2 separate regions of the Mus musculus genome follow, and region 2 is linked to region 1. Evidence: chromatin contacts called from public Hi-C data. All regions are on one chromosome and are shown on one strand. The core of a region is the stretch at or near the end of the contact, and the rest is flanking DNA. Distances in the headings are between cores, read along the strand shown.

The links. A called contact is a pair of places that touch in the nucleus more often than the background predicts.
Region 2: a contact with region 1 is called in a Hi-C map of muscle stem cells, with 2.8 times the contacts expected there. The contact joins two enhancer-like sites. A contact is called at or near these places in 7 of 484 Hi-C or Micro-C datasets (adipose-derived mesenchymal stem cells, cerebral cortex, embryonic fibroblasts and 3 more) and 3 of 9 other capture datasets (adipose tissue, liver and pancreatic islet).

What each region holds. Positions count from the first base shown.
Region 1 is chr10:69,791,609-69,794,672 of GRCm38.p6, forward strand. All of the region lies in intron 1 of Ank3 (ankyrin 3, epithelial), which reads left to right. Among named protein-coding and RNA genes, the nearest start is that of Gm33416, 73 kb to the right of the region's middle. Within about 2 kb of position 1,618, at least 22 of the 459 cell types and tissues checked have an H3K27ac peak or open chromatin away from gene starts, as enhancers often do. A contact at or near this core is called in muscle stem cells, where this site is marked.
Region 2 is chr10:69,963,382-69,966,475 of GRCm38.p6, forward strand. All of the region lies in intron 29 of Ank3 (ankyrin 3, epithelial), which reads left to right. Among named protein-coding and RNA genes, the nearest start is that of Gm33361, 43 kb to the left of the region's middle. Within about 2 kb of position 1,395, at least 52 of the 459 cell types and tissues checked have an H3K27ac peak or open chromatin away from gene starts, as enhancers often do. A contact at or near this core is called in muscle stem cells, where this site is marked.

The sequences.
Region 1 (3,064 bases), core at 368-2,867:
CCAAATCATTTTGTGTTTCTGTCAGACTCTTGTCTCATTTCACTTACCTCTTCTTGGAATCCATTGTATCCAGTGATCATAGTTCTTGATCAGTACATTATCATATAGTGAGAACTTACTGACGGCTGTGGATGTAACCTAGGAGCCAAGTGCTTTCCTTAGCTGGGAGGGGTCCTGAGTTCAATCCCCACCACCACCGGGACAGCAGCAGAACCACACTTTCCTCACTGTGTCTTTAGCACAAACTTCTAAAACCTTCTTAGTAACCATGGTTTGACATGGAAATGAAAAGTTGGATAGACGTCCTGATTTGACCATCCGACATTGGATGTGTGTGTTGAATTATCCTTTTCAACCCATGGAATTATTAAAAATTGGTTGGGAAGAACTGTGGCATATTGAGTCTCCTCTCAGTAGACTCGTGGAAGGGGAATGGTTTCGTTTACCAACAGCTCCAGCTGCACCATCTGTTGTGCAGAGTTTAGCATGATCAGTTCAAGCCTTCATCTCACCGGCTAATTTCCCCCTCCCTCCCTCTGGTGCCGTGTGGCTCACCCTTCAATTCCGCCCAGCCTTTGGTCTCCAGGCCTTTAATTATCTAACTAGGAATCCTAGTCCAGCAAACTGTCATTTCCTGGCTGATCTTACCACAAAGAGTGTTATTTGGGAAGCGTGCAAGTCAGTATTTTCGTTCACAATATTAAGCCTGACCACACTCAGAAACAAAGTCAAAAAGAACTCAAGAAAATGTTCATCTACTCAAGTAAATTTTTTTTTTACCTCTGTCTACCTAGCCCAGTTTTAGCCTATCACTGTTGCTGTTTTGAGTTGCTAAGTTTAAATTGGTCCCTGGATTAAATATTTTAGGACACATGTCAAGAGCTCCCACTTAATAAGAATCCCGAGGCTTGAGCTTTTCAACCTGGTTTTGATTCACACTATGCTAAATAAATGGAAAAGTCCCAAGCAGCCGACGCATTTATGTAATCCCCCACACGGAACACCGGAAGTTGCTTCCGCGCAGATTCTGAGTGTCTGCAGCATCCAGTAGCATAGAGGGGTATTTTCAAAGCCGCTGTTCTTGTTTAGCTAATCCCATGGAATAAAGTCATATTTGCCTTGTTAACAAAGACCTCCAAGTTTTGATTGCATGATACTCTCCTACTTCGTTTTCTCTTTAAAAGACAGACCTGTCTGCCACCATTGTCATACTGCCGCGTGAGGAGTAAATCCTGTTTAGACTTAGATAAGGGACTTGTGTTCTCTAAGCCACATGAAGTGACATGGATTGTCCTTTGTGGAAAGGGAGGTTGGATCAGTGGAATTTGGAAAGCACATCCAAATTAGGGGCCCAAATGGGGGGTGCAGGGAGAGGAGGAAAATGGGAGGGGTGCAGGCGGGAAAGTTCAGCTAAGTCGTTCTAATTTACACTGTAGTGTAGTGATGTAGTATTGTCTTCTTGTAACATGAAGGATAGAGAAAAGCATTAAATCCGCGTTGGCCAGGTACTTCCCTGCTGTTGTGATTAAATACTTGACAAGAAGCAACTTAGTGGGAAAGGCAGGCAGCTTAGGTCTGAGGTTTGCTGCAGACAGTGCCTCTGCAGTCCTGAGGCAGCCTGGAGAAGTGAGGCCAGTCCTCCAGTGAGAGACCCACGTCCTTCAACGTGACTCCACCCCCTAAAGCTTCCATGACCTTACAACACAGTGCCACCTGCTGGAGACTAAGTGTTCAAGCATAGGCGCCCGCAGGGGACATTTCATACTCAAATCATAACCCCACGGAGCCCAAGTGACATTCTGAACGAATTTTCTTTCCTTCAGTTTTCTGACCATACAAAAGACAAGGCACGGTGACCTTTTCTTACCTCAAGAAATAAAATGTGCTTTAAAAAAAATAGGATCGTACATTTTTGTTCTGTAACAACAAGCTACTGGCTGATACTGAATCGCTATTGTATCAAATCTACTGGTTTTAAGCTCTACGCTCACTATTTAATAAACAATATTTAATATACTCACTAATATTTAATATTTAATACACTCACTATTTAATAAACAATATTGCAGTGAGTCAAGGCAGATACATAAGGACCTAGTATCCTAACCACATTGTAAATAAAGACTTCATGATATACACCTAATGTTCCTTGGGGGATGGTTGCTCCAGACAGCCACATTCCTTGGTATCCAATACTTTGCAGGCTTCCTCTAAGTCACAGGCAAACAGGACATGATCATGTGAGGGAAACCAGAAGCAAAGGAACCAGATGATAACCGTGACCAGAACTAAGCAGGGAATGACTGGCCATGAGAAAGGTTACGGTCCCATGAGTCTACCATTCTTCCCAACAGACAGGAAAGGATTTGGGTCTCGCATTAATACTGGGGACCCCTTTCATATATAGACTGTATATGATACCTCAAATATAGACTATTATCAATGTTACCTGCTGTCTTCTTCCAGTCCACATTGCGTTCCCCTTTGGAAAAAGAAAAGTCCCTGAAAGAAATGTGGTCACCAAAAGGACTGAGTTTCCTTGAATTTATGTGTTCAGATAAGGAAATTCTCTGCCTGCAATCATTAACATTGACTGTCAACTGGAGGAATCTGGGATCAGCCAGGAGACACGCCTCTGGGAGTGGCTATAAAGGAGCTATCTAGAACAGGTTAATTAAGATGGGAAGAGCCACCTTAACTATGGGAGGCACCATCACATAGGCTGTAGTCCTGGGCTGAATAAAACAGAGAGTGAGCTGGGTAGGCACTAAAACCCATCTCCTTCTGTCTTCTGATAGTGGATACAGTGTGGCTAGATGTCTCTAGTTCATTGCCATGTCCCCAGGGTTCTAGTTTCATCCCAAAACAAAACTAACGAACAAGCAAACAAAAACTTAAGAGAGAAAAGGATTTATTCCACCTTGACATTCCAGGTTTCTGACCACCATTGAGGGAAGTCAAGGCAGGAACATGGTGGCAGCCCTGTTTGCTATTCACACATCTTACCTCTGATGGAGGAAAGTACAGCATCCCTGAAGGATGCTGCCTGCTGACCCACAGGCTG
Region 2 (3,094 bases), core at 145-2,644, 170 kb after region 1:
GTGAGGAGCGCTATTCCCTGGGTTTTCATCTTAGGTTATTTCAAAGGAGAAAGCTAGCAGAGCATAAATATTCACTGTTCTCTACTTCCTGGTTGCATGTAGCTGCTTTAAACCCTTGTTACTATGAATTTCCTGTCATGGTAAACTCTGCCCTTAAACTGTAAGCCAAAGTAAACCCTTATTTCTGTGTTTGTGTGCATGTGTGTCCATGTGTCTTTGTGTGTGTGTGTCTGTCTGTCTGTGTATTTCAGTGTATCTTTGTGTGTGTCCATGTGTCCTTGTGTGTGACCATGTGTGTGTGCATCTCAGACAAAGCCATTAGGTGTCCTGCTCTACCGTGCTACACCTTAGCCATTAGGTGTCCTGCTCTATCATGCTACACCTTAGCCATTAGGTGTCCTGCTCTACCGTGCTACACCTTAGCCATTAGGTGTCCTGCTCTATCATGCTACACCTTATTGCCTTGACACAGGGTCTCACTGAAGCCAGAACTCTTCATTTTTGCCTAGGCTGCCTGACCAGCAAGCCCCAGCTCTCCTCCTGCCTCCCTCTCTCTCTCTCTCTCTCTCTCTCTCTCTCTCTCTCTCTCTCTCTCTCTCTCTCTCTCACACCTCACCTCCTGACACCTTGTACTGAGATCGCATAGGCAATGCCAGGCTATGCCAGGCTTCCTAAGTGGGCATTGGGGAGCACAACTCAGGTGGCTCTGCTTGCACCAAGTTGCTTTCCCCTGTCCCTATTCCTATTGTTTATTGTTAATCGAGCCAGAGTATCGGCGGTTGTGCCAATTAAGCAGGCGTATGAGCTCCTCTGTGATGAGGTAAACTGCTAGACCTGTCTGGGTGTTCAGAACCTGTCCTTACCAACTCAAGTTTCAGGTGGCAGCTCAGTTTTTATCTCTGGCAGCAGACAGAGATCTATCGTATCTAGGTCTTTGCACAAGAAAAGGTGCTGCAGATGTGCAAACAACATTAACAGGCACGTATCCCACCAGCAAGCATCCCACACTGTGTAACGAAAACCTTAATAAACTCAGTGCCTCCAAAGTCCATTCCTAATAGCTATTTGTAGTTTTGTCAGATCTGGGACCACAGGTTCCAAGTCCCCTTCCTCCTCCCGGGTCCCTAACTTACAAATCAAAGCAGTTTAGCAATGGCTCAACGAGGATCCCCTCAAGTAGCCAGTTGTTGCAAGTAGTTGTATTGAGTCTGATACAAATTAAAATGTGGTTACAAATGTAACACTAAATAGAAAATGACTACCTGCTTCTAAATATATTTCTGTCAACAGAATATTAGAATTAAATTTCTAAGTTCCAAACTGGCACTTCTTTTCAATACTTACCTTTATCAAGCTTAAGATAAATGGTAATTTTAAAAGTGCCCCGTCATAGTTGAGCAGTGAAAAATGGAGCCTTACATTGTAGACATGTGGCCTACAGCGCCATCTTCTGGAGTCATCTGGTAGTGATGGTTCTGCAATTTTTTTCCAAATAGAAAACGTTTCTCAAGATTGCATTTAAAGTGCCGAAAGAATACATAACAATTTACTTCTAAAATCCCCCAAACGAATTACAACAAAATAGTTACCTATTTTCAATCTGTTTCAGTAAACTGGCATTTTAAATCAACCGAATGAAGACTGAGGCATAGCAAAAGGAAAGGAAAATATTCCCCAAATAGGCTCTGAAATCTGATACTTGGGAAATGGAAATTGGGCCAAAGTAAACCAGCACTGATACTTCCCACCTCCATATGATCTGTGTGCATAGATTTGCCAGCAACTTGACATTATGACCATAAATTTGGGACCCCAAGGAACGACCTCAGCTATGTTGTTCCTGGGGTCAGACAGTGCGTTAGCCCAGGCTTGGGAATCAGCATTAGCTACGTTTGGGTGTGGTGCACCAGTGTGCCCAGCACAGCAGGTCTGAGCTGCAGCCCCTGGGTGTCATGCTTCTGCCAGGCACCTCGTGAGGGTGGTGTAACTTGAAGACACTTTCCATGAGCCCGTCTCGAGATAGGATTGTACTGATTGTTTTTCTCCATAAATGTAGGGCTAACCATTTAAAGGTCTGAAGAGAGGCATGACAGAGTAATTTTCCTGAAAACTGTGTTTTCAGAAATGGTTACGTAGGCTGAGCAGAAATTAAACCTGAGCATGGAGCTCATCATTCATGGGACATTGAGGCCTCTGTGTTTCTCTCCTTAGACGTCACACTCACACCAACCAGGTCCCAAGCAGCTCTTGAGAGCAAAGGCACCAGACAGACACAGTCTAAGTAAGAGAAGCAGACTTTCAGGCCCCGCCCAGTATAGGACAGTGAAGTCAGAGTATCCAGTGTGGAACTGAGAGTATAAGCTGTTCACAGACAGTGCTTGTGTCTTAAACTGTGCAAATACCAGGGCGGTAGTTCTCAACCTGTGAGTCGCGACCCCTTTGGCAAACCTTTTTCTTCAAAGATATTTACATTACAATTCGTAACAGTCGCAAAATTACAAAGCAACAAAATAAATTTACATGCATATATGTGTGTATGTGTATATATATATATATATATATATATATGTATTTATATTTATATTTATAAAGTAACAAAAATCATTTTATGGTTGAGGGGTCAGTTCAACATGTGGGACTGTATTAAAGGGCCCGCAGCGTTAGGATGGTTGGAATCGACTGTACTGGGGATTCCATGACTGTGAGTGTGATCCACACAGCACATTTATGGTATGGATTATCTTCTGGACATCTTCTCTGTGCAACAGCGGATCTCTAAGCAACGATTCTTGTTCTATATTCCTACTTCTATGAGTGCTATGTCCTCAGGCACACACCAGAACAGGGCATACGATCCCATTACAGATGGTTGTGAGCTACCATGTGGTTGCTGGGAATTGCACTCAGGTCCTCTGGAAGAGCAGTCACTGCTCTTAACCACTGAGCCATCTCTCCAGCCCCTCTACTTCTCTTTTCTAAAAAAAAAAAAAAAAAAAAAAAAAGGACCATTTAAAATGTATATCTCAATGCATATAAATCCATTCTCCCCTCCCCCAAAAGATGTTGGGATTGTCAGACTTATTAGTCATTCTCT